3 separate regions of the Zea mays genome follow, and all the other regions are linked to region 2. Evidence: chromatin contacts called from public Hi-C data. All regions are on one chromosome and are shown on one strand. The core of a region is the stretch at or near the end of the contact, and the rest is flanking DNA. Distances in the headings are between cores, read along the strand shown.

The links. Hi-C and Micro-C count contacts between places; a contact is called where the count stands out from the background.
Region 1: a contact with region 2 is called in a Hi-C map of ear, with 4 times the contacts expected there. The contact joins the promoter of LOC100280021 here to the promoter of LOC100280092 in region 2. A contact is called at or near these places in 4 of 25 Hi-C or Micro-C datasets (ear, leaf and tassel).
Region 3: a contact with region 2 is called in a Hi-C map of leaf, with 2.9 times the contacts expected there. The contact joins the promoter of LOC100273447 here to the promoter of LOC100280092 in region 2. A contact is called at or near these places in 2 of 25 Hi-C or Micro-C datasets (ear and leaf).

The regions. Positions count from the first base shown.
Region 1 is chr4:50,771,550-50,776,101 of Zm-B73-REFERENCE-NAM-5.0, reverse strand. It overlaps LOC100280021 (putative SET-domain containing protein family), which reads left to right and starts at 1,755. Exons shown (of 9, transcript NM_001152966.1): 1 at 1,755-2,030; 2 at 2,696-2,966; 3 at 3,065-3,533; 4 at 3,936-4,552. The coding sequence starts at 2,760.
Region 2 is chr4:50,373,113-50,377,415 of Zm-B73-REFERENCE-NAM-5.0, reverse strand. It overlaps LOC100280092, which reads left to right and starts at 2,527. Exons shown (of 6, transcript NM_001153030.1): 1 at 2,527-2,851; 2 at 3,701-3,802; 3 at 3,941-4,016; 4 at 4,192-4,262. The coding sequence starts at 2,681.
Region 3 is chr4:50,881,437-50,885,988 of Zm-B73-REFERENCE-NAM-5.0, reverse strand. LOC100273447 (grx_S12-glutaredoxin subgroup I) reads right to left here and starts at 1,391. Exons shown (of 5, transcript NM_001147884.1): 1 at 1,042-1,391; 2 at 852-925. The coding sequence starts at 1,325.

The sequences.
Region 1 (4,552 bases), core at 506-3,005, 400 kb before region 2:
TAGTCTATTCGGATTCGGTTTTTAAAATTATTTTGAAAATTTCGGTTCTCATTTTTCAGAACCTAAAATTTCAAAAACCCGAATAGACCGAACCGAATTACCCTAATAGACCGAATGCCCAGCCCTAACTAATACACGTGCTGGTCATCGACTCTGACCAGGGACACCATTTAGAATAACCATACAAGTAAAGAATCTCACAAACAATTCATATAATTGCTAATCAATACAAGGTGCCTTTCATGGATATTCAATTAATATATATATATATATATATATATATATATATATATATATATATATATATATATATATAATATTATGGATACAAAGAAATATACTCATCTCTATAAACATCTCTAGGGCATATTTCTAACAGCGTCATCTAGCGGATACCGGCCGCGGTTGCGAAAATGGGGCATCACGCCCTCTCTTCTCCCCCTCTTTTGGGGGGCTGCTAGAATGTCCCTCTGCGTCAGGTGTTTTTCGCGTCCACGCCCGCGAACCGCTGCAAACAGACCAAACACCCCTGCTTTTGATAATAGGTTTCATCACCGTAGAAGAGCTTTTGAATGACATGTCAGCTTCATCAATGATCCATCAGTTGCCAAAACAACAATGCCATCAAGAGGAGCTTCGCATAGGGCGCTTAGGATCACAATACACCCAATGCAAAATGTTTGGCGTTCATCATCCAAGATGATCCAGACCGAATAAGAGCAAGAAGCAGATTTATTAAAATCACACACAATTAGCGTGCAAACATAGATAGAGGATTACATAAGGTGGCAACAACGACAGAGAATGACTTATCTAATCGATCTGTTTCAATTCTTGGGAAGGAAGCTAAACTAGTGTTGCATGAAATACGAACCTTGAATTACGGCTGACCAACAACAGGTCGACTCGATAAGCCCCTCCTTTTAAAACTCCTCTCGGATGATGAGCTTGGTAGAAATAGAAACCTAGCAATTTTGCCTATAGGAACAAAAAGATTGATATATCTACTTGGCTGGCGGCAACAGTGGCTCGCCTAGGAGCGTTTGCTGCTGCAGCTCTAGGTCATTGAGCTGCTGCTCCTGGTCCATCTCGATGATGAGCGGCAGTCCCAGCACCAGAAAAAGGTTGACCCCGCAATCCACGCCGCCTTCCCTGTGCTACACATAAGCTTCTTCGCATTGCACTACTGCGCCACAACCTCCGACTGGGAGAGGGCGACCAGGATGCCGTCCCCAGTCCCCACCGTCGTCGCCACACCTGAGAGCTGAAGATTGCGACATCCTAGAAAGAGAGAGAGGGAGCTAAGGTTTAGTGGGGAGGCTAAAGGGATTAAGGGAATGAAGGAACTCGGTGTCACGATGATAGGGCTGAGATTTCTTTTTACTTAGGTGTTGTTTGGTTCACATATTTGTAACGTGAACAATAACCTTGAAATATGTTTATTTAAATCTAACCGTAATTATATATCATACTAGAAATTGATATCGTGCAATTCAAACTTATTACCGCTAATAATCAAATATAAATTATTATCATTGTCAATTACGTTATATTTCATGAACGACACCTTAATACTTGCGATACGTCAAACATGGACCTTTCTTGGCTGCGTTGCGCTTCATTTGGGCCTCTTGGCCCAGTTCAGAAGGAATGATGGTCGCTGGGTCGGCCCAAATCATGATGGCATGGCCTCGCCTTTCCCATTTGATCGCCCAGGTCGAACAACAGGTCAGTGACCCATCCGCTCGCCGCGCCTTGTTGCCTTCCTTTGTTGTTGGTTGGGGGGACCTGGGAAGAAGAGAGAAACCCCAGCAGACGCCAGAGGAAGAGAGAAAACCCCAAGTCCTCCTCGCCTCTTCCGCCTTTCCTCTTCCCCCTTCCTAGTATAGACAATCATCAATCTGTGAGATTGGCGAGCGAATCACGCATACAACTGTAGGATGGAGCGGGGAATGAATGCCTCCCCTGATTGCAGTTAATCCTTCCCATTCCAGTCCGTTCCTCGTCCACTGGAGTCCGTTGAAGTACAGGTGTGTCTCTTTTCCTTCCTGTTCTCCTCCCCTCCTCCCTTCCTCCGTCACTATTCATTCATCTCCCTTCTCACGCATCGTATGTGGTGGATCCACTGCGGATTTTCCTGTTGTAGCACTTGAGGTCACCTTTCATTTCATTTAAGCATCTTTCTTATACTGGTTCTTAACAGGGAAAAAAAGACTGACCATTTTTTAAGGTGCGGGTGCGTTCTAATGTTTTCAACGATTCTCGTAAACCTAAGCTACCATTTTAGTTCATGCATTGGGCTCTGGAAAACCTAAGCCACCATTCAGTTCAGGCATTAGGGATTTTGTGTCTTCCTTCGAGGCACACAAAAAAATGGCTCTCATTTTTAGTACCGTCGTATCTTTTTCTATTTTGTATTTCGTCTTGTTTTTTTTTTGGTGCGATCTGATCTGTTCTGACGATTCTGGCGGGGGAAAAAAAATTAACGACCCAACCTTGGGGATTGGTACCTTCGTTTGGTCACGCCTTATTTTCTCTTACTTTCATGGGTTTTGCTTGCATCGGCTACTGCTCATAACAAACAGTACTAGTACTGTATAGTATTCGGTTGCATGCATTTTGTGCAACTTGAGTAGTTTATTTTGCCCAGTTATAAAGTGTTTGACCATTTTCTTGCCCATGGCGCTCGCCACAGGCTGCAGTAGGACAGGGAGCAACCGCCACCATAGCTGTTCGCCATTTCTTCCATCAACACCAACATGAGCAGCAACAAGGAAAGGGCCAAGAAGGCATTGAACGCCATGAAGCTGCTTGGTTTCTCTAAGAAGCAGGCCACCCCAGTACTCAAGGAACTCCTCAACATCTTCAACAACAACTGGGAGCCCATTGAGGATGAGTGCTATCGTGCCCTCGCTGATGCCATCCTCGATAGGCAAGACAACAAACAAACCCCTCCCTCCCAACAGGTCATCATTCTCCTATCTACCTCGCTTACAACAGGTTATACCTTCCTTTCTTCTCCATTAACTCCTTACTGCTGTTCATTATCGATATTTTTTATCAGGGCAACCAAGCAGCACATGCGCACTCGGAGCACGATCGGCAACAATATGTTTCTGCTATTCACGATGACAGAGGCGAAGATGATAATGAAACGCCCCTGGTGAAGAGGCCCAGGATGGGCACGGCTAATTTCAGGGCAGAGTTGCAGCCATTTGAGTCTGGACCACAGCAACCCACTGTTTCAACCCAAGGTGCTCTGTCTGTTTCGCCACAAAACAGTCGTGGAGTAACTAGGTCCTTGACTGTAGTGCTGCAAGATGCTGGGTGTGAATATCCTTTAGCTGTCGATGATTCTTTCATCGTGAAAGAACCCAAACCAGAACCACAAATTGATATAGCAGAAATCAACATTGGTGACCATTTAACTGAACCACAAGTTGATATAGCAGAAATCAGTGTCGGTGACCATTTAACTGATCGAGATTTTCTGACTGGTCCTGATGCCATACAGCTCAGTGATGGATCTTCAGGTAAAGTTTTTCTTGATTTCCTCAACGTCATGTTCAATGTGCTACAATGACTAGATGCATTCATGTCTGTATTTGTCATTCGTTTAGCTACAGCTGAATGTGTGTTTTGTACATATGTTATGTTCTTTATAAATCAAACTGAATGTTACAGTATGACCTCCCCAGTTTCACACTAGTTCTTTTATACAAAAGCTATGTCTATGTTTGTATTTATCATTCTTTTTTTTGTTTCAGCAGAATTGTGCATTTTATACATGTGTTTATGTGCTGTATAAATCAAACTGAAAATTGTATTAGACCTGCCCTGTGCACACTGTAAATGTAACAAAAAAATCCTATATTTTCTAAAACATCAATTTGGTGCAAAATTATGATAACTGAACGTTGCAGAACAAACTGCAGGTTCTGGTGCAAGAGGCAGCATGGTCAAACAAGCTCAAAGTCTGGGTAGGAGCAAGCAAAAAGCCCCATTGTGCAAGAATGGGGTAGGGTCTATGATTCAAAATACTCAGGAGACATCGTTTGTGGAGGTGGATGTTGCTTCTTCCGCCAATGGCGAGGTGAAGATGTCATTGAAATGCAGCTTGGAATCTTCGAATTTCAGCATTAGTATGGAGGAGGTTTTCAAAATGGTTGAGGAGAAATGCCTTCACTCATACAAGGTGCTACCTCCAGATTTTTCTATTGGCAAGCTGATGAGTGAGGTATGCCAATCTGTTGTGCAGTTGGGCACTATGCATTCTGAGGTTAATAGGGACAGTGGCAGCTTGCATAATGAAGTAGTTGCTCCTTTTGTGAAGCCAATTGCTTGTGAGGCTGCTGTGGACATAAATGATAATGTGGCTGGTGGATCATCAGTGCTTGATTCCTCAGAACCTTGTTTGCAAAATTCGCTTGTTGCTTGGGATCCTGAGTTTGCTCATTGTAAGCAAAAAACAACCCATGATACCACTGATATATCCAAAGGGGAAGAGCGGGTAAGAATACCTATAGTAAATGAATTTGGCAGCGAGAAATGT
Region 2 (4,303 bases), core at 1,278-3,777:
TTAAATCTTAGAAACATGCTCAAATCTCTCAAACACTTCAAACAATGTGGTCGCAGAGTCTCAGAGTTGTAGTGTGCTCTTAGAATGCTTGGTGTACAGGTAAAGGTGCCAAGGGGCCTCTTTTATAGCCCCAAGGGGCGAAGGACCAATTGTTCCTCCATTTGGAAGGCTCTAGTTGCCTTCTGTCCACGGTGCATCGGACTATCCGGTGGCGCACAAGACAGCTCCTGTGCAATGGCTATTGAATCATCAGATTGGTTGCCTTCCTTTTTGGGTGGGCACCAGACTGTCCGGTGGTACACCGGACATGTTCGATGGTACACCGGACATGTCCGGTGACCCTCCTGACCGTTGCCATGCTGTCGTGCCAACGATGATCTCGCGGTCGACCATTAGCGCGAGCAAAGAGTCGTTGCTCGCCTGGCGCACCGGACATGTCCGGTGCATACCGAACTGTCCGGTAATTTTTAACTAGCGAGCCACGACGTTTTTGCAGGAGCAACCAGTTTGGGCCAGCCGACCAGGCCAGCATCAGACATGTCCGGTGCACACCATACTGTCCAATGGTGCCTAGTCTAGCCTAACTTCTCCTCTATTGTGCCAAACTTCTGCCCTTCTTTTTGGCTCGACTTGAGAAGTTCCCTAGCACTTGGATGAACATTGTTAGTAACTAAAACAGTTGACTAGGTGCTAGAATTATACCTTTGCAACTTCATTTCAATAGGATTTGCAATATGTGCAAACTCAAGCCTAAAAAGTACTTTCCTCTCCAAAATGAGTTAGGGCCCAAACACAAGTATTAGAACCATTGTAAAGGACCTATGCAACATCTTTAGAAGTGCAAACCTCACACTTATACAATTTCTCAAAGTTGCATATTTAGGTCCATGTTTGTGCTCTTTTGGACTTGACATCTTCAATTTGCTCTTTATATACATGTGCTCATGCTCATACAAAGATGGTTAGTTCATAGTGGTGTGTTGAGCCCTTAATCACTAAAACACTTAGAAATAGCCCAAGGGCACATTTCTCTTTCAAGGGGTGTCGGTCCGCCTCCCACTCATGATCTATCGAGCTGAGGCTGAGTGCCCTAGCAATCTACAAGCCCTGCAACACAACGAGCCACGCCGAGACTTAAGCTACGGAGGCCAAGGGTTGGTCTGCCACAGATAAAGCAGTGATGATGCCAGAACCCCTTGTCGCCCACACGCAGCCGGGATTAATGAGCCTGGCTAGTGAGCGCAGACGACTAAGGCAAATACCGACAAACAGGTTTCTACCGGCGGTAGAATGCTTCATTCTACCAGGGCAAAGTAACTCCTTCCCCAAGAAGCTACCTGTAAACACTCCTGGTCTATAAAAGGAGGGTCTGACGAGACGCGGAAGAGAGGACACACGGAGGACTACGGAGGCCAAAGCCAAGGAATGCACCGCCATAACCCCCAAGACTTAGTAGAGAACACCAGATTCGTAGTTCTTAGGTCCAACCACGCATAAGATACTTAGGAGCCCCTCCCTCTCTCGCCCCGCTTATAACCCCCTACAATAAGCATTGAGCAACAAGGTGTTTGTAGCACAAGCCACCGAAGACTGGATGTAGGGACATTGCCCGAAGCAGTATAAATCTTGTGCCCACTGAGCACATCATCTAGATCTAGAACGCGCACAAACAAATTTACTTGTTAGGCAACTAAACATATCCTAAGGACTTGTTTGGTTTATTTAGTCACCTGACTAAACCTTTCCACTAAAGTACCATGTTTAGTTTAAGTGACTAAATCTGACTAAAGAGCGCACATGGAAGAAGGGATGATGGATGTAGTAAAAATATCACTTTAGCCACTTTTAGTCACCCTCATGGTGACTAGAGGACTAAACTTTAGTATGAGACTTCTAGTCACCATGTTTGTCTCTTTAGGGACTAAATATGACTGAAGTTTAGTCACTCTGAACCAAACAGGCCCTAAGAGCAAATTTAATAATATAATCAACTGCTGGTTGTAAGCATTCTCGATGTCCACCTTTTAGTCTATGTGTATAGTTGTTAGCTCTTTACTATTAATGCATGGCCATTTGTCTCTCACAAAAAATCTTGGTTTTTGTATCAAGCCAGTTGTAACTTTACAGACCACTCCTTCTCTCTCCTCTTCTCTCTTAACACTTTACTTTTTACCCTCTTCTTTGATCTTCAAGTGCTAAAATTCAGCTAAAAATATACTGCTGAACTTTAACATCATATATCCAAACATGCCCTAAGTCAAAAAGATTATTGGACCAATACTCGCCTCGGCTGCTGCAGGGGAACTGAGGAAGAAGAACGTTGGTAATCCAATGGTAATTACTAGTCATCTATTACGGTGCTCTTGTAATTCAATGATAATTACTCACCTAATACGGTGTGGTCTTGTAATTCAATGGTAATTACTCACCTACTACGGTGCTACTAGTCCTGCCCAATAAAATGTTCTTATTAAATGTGCTGTCAGCAGCAGCACCTGCCCGGTCAGAATCATTGATTGATGTGTTTGTTGGATTAGTCAAGATCTCTCACTGATTCGCAGCATCCCCCTCTGTTTCTCCATGATCTGTTCCTTCTCCTGGCTGTTCTCCAGTTGACTTGCTCCATCGCCTCTCCACGACTAGAGGAGGGAGGAGGGGAGCTCTGATCGATTCACCCAAGATGTCTGAGGTGGTGGCGATGGCGGGGCAGGCCTACATGAAGCAGCTGCAGGCCCACCCGCTGCGCACCAAGGCTATCACCTCCGGCGTCCTGGCCGGCTGCAGCGACGCCGTCGCTCAGAAGATCTCCGGTGTTTCCAAGCTCCAACTCAGGAGGCTCCTCCTCATCGCGGTGCGCTATTCTTCCTTTCTTTTGCGTTTTAGGCGTTCTTGCTTTAGTTGATTTGAGTAACTGCTTGTCGCCTACCCGAAATTCAGACAGCTGGTGTTCTCACTCGATTCAGTAGTTTTTATCTGGATTTCGTTAATCGGCCATCAGGTCAATCGTTACCTTAAAAGGTTTGTTTCTTGGGTCCTGCTGTGCAGTTAGTGGAATTATGCCTAGCTGATGAGCAGCACGGTCAGAGTGGCTTCTCAACACAAAAATGCGTTTTTCTTTAGTTTGTTCCGGGCAGCCGAATGAAAACAATCGATGTAGCCCTGCTAGTGGGACGGGAATCCACACGATTGGTCATTGATGTAGACTGCAAATCAGAAAACAAGTTTAATACGTGAAATATATAGGCTGATATAAACGTCTACCGCATAGATCCACGGATCACCAACAACTAGACTGCCATTTTCACTCAGTCACAGACCTTGCTCGACCTCAGAGAATCAAGCTTAGTACAGTCTGTAGCTCAGCGACCCACGCAAATCTAGTATTTTTCTTGTGCAAAGGAAACTGTCATCTTATCCAAGTACTCTCTCCATCCCAAAAAAGACTGTCTAGATTCATAGCTAAACGACACTCCTTTCGGATGTGTGTGTGTGAGAGAGAGAGAATATGAGATCATATGTATGCATAAAAATTAACCTGCTGGTAAATTGGACAGCTCTCTGGCCACTAGTTCAATCAACTGGACCAAGTGCCAAAGAAATGTCATAATTTACATATTAGCAATTATGTTTGGATTTCAATACCCACACTTCTGATTCAGTGGTTCTTATTTTCATTTGTTGACTATGTGCAATGCAACAGCTATATGGATTTGCATACGCGGGACCGTTTGGACATTTCCTCCACAAGCTCATGGATAGGTTTTTCAAGGGAAAGAAAGGAAAAGAAACTACAGCCAAGAAGGTATGTAACTGCCTTTCTTTCCGGATGAACCATCAAGATTTCTCAAATGCAATTTCCTGTACCTTTTTACTCCAAGGTATGTAACCTGAGGACAATCATGACCAAGGTACCGCTTTTTTGCTCATTTGTCATGTGTAGGTCTTAGTAGAGCAGCTGACCGCATCTCCATGGAACAACATGATGTTTATGATGTATTTTGGTCTGGTGGTTGAAGGTATATATATAATCTCTACTGGAAAGTTCATTGTGTATCACAATAAAACATGTTTCTGTCCATTGTTCAAGTTTCCTTACAGACAACTGCATGTTGCGTCGCACAGTATACAAACAACTGGACATGTTTTGTGTTGTGAGAAATAATCAGTATTTGCAATTTGCATGAATTCCAGGGAGACCATTTGGACAAGTAAAGAACAAGGTGAAGAAGGATTATGCATCTGTCCAACTCACAGCTTGGAGGGTATGCTTTTTCTGTTGGGGAATCGATGCATCAATCCATGG
Region 3 (4,552 bases), core at 142-2,641, 510 kb before region 2:
AACAGTATTTTAGGTAACCATATAGGTAAACTGCTGAACACGGTCTTATGTCTGGTACGAGTAAAACAAGTATATGCAATAGTTCAAGGTACGGTTCAACTGGTAGTGCTTTTGCATATTATTGGATTTGTAGCTGATGGTGACAAAGAAGAAAATCAAATGCAACTATGAACATGTGGGTTATTATAACTGGTTGGCAAAGTGGAGAATGAGAGGAAAGGAGCCTGAAACAAAAACTGTGTATGAGATTCATACACGTTCCATGAAGCACAGTGCACAACTACCGCATATTCATTTCAAACAGGGCAAAAACTGGTGATGGCCATAGCACACTTGACCAACTGAACATGACTAGCGGTGTCAATACATGGTTGTTGATAGTGTCCATGGTAGGAAAAGGAAAGTCACAAGCCACAAGATATCGATGCTCAATTCTGATGGAGCAATGTTATGCTTTTACAGGTTCAGGCTAGGCAAATTTTAACCTTATACCTGATATAGTGATTTGGCAATAGTGTCAGTTCTTGATGGTGTTGGGTGTGCAAGAGCACAGGATCAAACATTTATAACAGCCTCAACCAGTTAACCCAAATTGTCCAGGCGTGCAGCTAAAGAAACCCTAGAGTTTGAACAGCAGAAAACATCTCCATCTCGAAGTTCAAAACAATTCAGTAACATTGCCACCTGATTGCCCACGGACATGGGGTATAGTCCGGTTGCACAATCAATGGTCATGATACATGATTTCATATATGATAGCCCTTTAAATGAATATGAATCAAACAGAGCTACTCAGTTCAGTTCCTTGCCCTGGAAGGAAGGACATGAATGAAGCTGGAAAGAGGACGAACCGAGATGGTCAAGCTCGATAACATGGGGCTGCACACCGATCCGCTTGAAGAGCGCCTTCACCTCCATGCAATATCTACCGACGTTGAGCATGCCATGGAATCAGTCAATTAGATGAGGTGATGGCGAATCAAAGCTAATGAATCAATGCTAGTTGCCTAGTTTTAGCTCAGTTGGGGCTATTAATCTTACGAGCACCATGACTTGGAGTAGATGACAACGGGGTTGTCGGCCACCGTCTTCTTGACGGACTCCTCCATCCGCGAACCGAATGAAGAGTCCGGTGATGGAGAGGATGAGGAAGCCCTGGCGGCGACGGCCCTGGCATGACGTGCGGCGAAGCACAGGCGGGGGCGGGAACGAGGTAGCAAACAGGGGAGAGAAAGGGGAAGGCCAAGAGTGGCCGTGGGGAGGCGGCAGAGAGTCATGCCGGACTGCTGCTGCTGCTGCTGCGGCGGCGGCGGCGGCGGCGGCATCTGAGCCCAGCGGTGTCGGAATCTCTCTGGAGTCCTCTCGTCTCTCCGGCCACAACACGATGGGATTCGTCTCTGGATGGATTTCCTTCGTGGGCTGGGCTTAGAAGTCCAACAGCATCCATCCAGCTCTAGACCTCTAGCCAGCCCATGGCACTGTTTTGGGTCAGACACATGCACTATAAACCTGACCCCAAAAAAACTGACTCGAGTTTGCATAAAGTAAGAGCATCTCTATAACTTCTAAAAATCAGTTTTAAGGAGCATCTCGAAAAATATTGAGAATAGAATTTAACCATTTCTCCAACAGTTCCTTTAAAAATGGATCAAAAATATTTTAAATTAAGCCAAGTCAGCCTTGACTCATGTTGATAGGTTTCATGGGTGTGTTTTCTTCTTTCGCAGCTTTGACGTCTCCCCATCGACCAAATATGGGCTGCCATCAAAGGTCGCTGGTGGTACGTGGTCCAGCGAGGGAGGAGTAATGGCGGGCATGAGCGATAGCAAAGGCTAAACCGGCGACAGGGATCCAATAGCGAATCGCGTGACGGTAGATGCTGAATAGCGAGGGCACGCTGCCGCGCGCGAACGGTGAGGTTGTGTGAACGACAAGGATGCAGCGAGCAGTGGCAGGCGACGAGGTTGCGCGCGCAACGGCAAACTACGAGGTTGCGCGGCCACAGGGGCGGATAGACATCAAACAAACACGCGAAAGCGGTAAAAAGGAAAATCAACTCAATTCTGCGCGCGGTTGTGTTTCTGGGGAGCCCAAACTCTCTTTTTCTAGCTACAAATGAGAGAGTTTTAAGTGCTATGAAAAAGTTAGGACACTTTAGGGGACTGTTGGAGTCAAGTTTTTTTTGTTTTTTCTTAGAAAAACTTAATTTAGGGAGAGACTTTTGGGGAGCATCTCCAAAAGCTCCCTTAAATTTCCCCTAACTTAACATTATAGGGGAGAAGAAAAAATTTAGGGCCCCTTTGGCACGGCTCCGACTCTGGCTTCTTGGTTTCTCTAGAGGAGCCAGATCCGTTTTTGAATTCATTTGGCAAAGCAATTTCTCACGGTAAGACGGTGGCAGGGGCTATAATTTCGTTAAACATTATTGTGTGCAGGACAGAAGAAGCCGGTAGAAGCCTTTCTGGTGCTTCGGCTCCTAATAGCAAAACGGCTCTGGCTCCTTGATGGCTCTCGACGAGAAGCCATTTTTAAGATTGTTTGGCACGGCTTCACTAAAAGCCAGAGGAGAAGTCGTCCCGAGAGCCCTGTTAAACGGGCATAAAGCCTCCAATAGGTCTCATAAACCTTCTTTAATTTTTTCATAGCCCTTAAACTTTCCCAATCTATAGCTACAAATAGGGGATGTTTTGGTTAAAAAAATTCCCGCTCGCCCATCCCATGTATCTAGCCGGCCCATTTTTCTTCCCACCGAGATTTGCCCACCAACTATAGGTGTACATTTGGGTCGGGCCTGATGGGCCGGCCCGAAGCACAGAAAAAAGCACGGCCCAGGCACGGCACAGACTGAAATATTTTAGTGTCGGGCTGGCACGGCCCGATATATCGGGCCGGGTTTGGGCCGAGGTCGCGGCCCATGGGCGGGCACGAGCACGACCCGTTTAAGGCAGGCACGAAATGGCCCATATAAAGACACGAAAAGACCCATATATTTATTAAAACCACACTTCATTCCACACTTTCATGTACTTTATAAAGAACACAAAGCTAGAGATAATGCTAGTTAGATGTTTTTTGTAACTTTGAATTAGAGTATGTGATGTAATTTTACTTTTGTTATGAACATTAGATAATGAACTGAACTTACGAACTTTGTATAGAGCTGATTATACTCTTTTGTCTTCTGACAAAATGATTTATAAACGAGGTAGTCATTGCATAGCTCTGGTAACTTAATACAAATATTAAGTTTGCTTTTGGTCAAATTTATTTATCTTATCTTTTATTTGCTTTATTAAATTTGTGTTGAATTTAGGGCTTTGATGTGAATTCCGGGCCCTGATGTGAATTTCGGACCAAAAACTGAATTTTGGGCCAAAAATTGAATTTCGGGCCCTAATGTGAATTTCGGGCCAAAATTGTATTTCAGGTTTTTATAATTTCGGGCCGCCCGAAATGAGCCCGGCACGTTGAAGCAATTACGTGACGGGCCGTGGGCCGGCCCGGCATGGCCCGAAATCCAAACAATACGGGCCTTTTCGGGCTTGGGCCAGGCCGGGCGGGCGGCCCGAATGTACACCTATAGAACTAGCTAGACAATATCTTCACCAAGCCTTTAGATGAGAAAAGGTTTTGCAGGTTGCGTAGTGAGCTAAATGTCTTAGATTCGCGGAACTTGGATTGATCTATATCATACATGTGCTTTATGCCTTTGATCATGTTCTATTAAGCATTTCTGTCTTTACTTACCTTGGTGCTCAAGTTGTACAAGTCATCCCTGGACCTCACATGTTGCACATGATTAGGGGGAGGATATACTACAACTTGACCCTTTGAGACTAATGTGTTTGCTTGAGTGATTTGGATATAGTCTCAAAGATGGTTGAAAGGGAACATGTGGGCTTGGACAAAGAATAGGCTTCCACTACATTCTAGTATCAATGTATCTTGTTCCAAGTCCCTAACTTTGTTTTTCTCGTTGCCTTTGGTTTTAACTTGCAAGTTTTTGTGAGGCAATGGGGTTTAAAGGGCCAAATAGTTCTCATGTTTTGGTGTTTAATGCCAAAGGGGGAGAAATTAAGGCCAAAGCAACTGGATCAACTACCACTTGTGAATTTTTCAAAAGTTTTAGTGTAAGAATACTCTATTGCAAAAACCGCTCTCTTATGGGGGAGAAATTTGATTATGGGGAAAATGGGGAGTTTATGGTGTTTGATCAAAACTAGTCTTGAAAGATCTTTTGATTGGCCAAAACAAGTGTTTTTGACATAGAGATAGGAAATGAATTTGTTTTGCAAAAACAAACCAAGTGGTGGCAAAACTGATCCAAATATGCCAAATCCTATGTGAGATTAATTTGTCTTCAATTTGATATCAAGTTGCACTCTTTAGCTCACATTTGAAAATGTTGTTGCATTTTGAGTTGCTTTTGTTGTGTTGACATGAATCACCAAAAAGGGCGAGATTGAAAGGGAAATGTGCCATTGGGCCATTTCTATAATATTTTGGTGATTAGATGATCAACACATATTGTTTTGTCTAAATATGAGCAAAG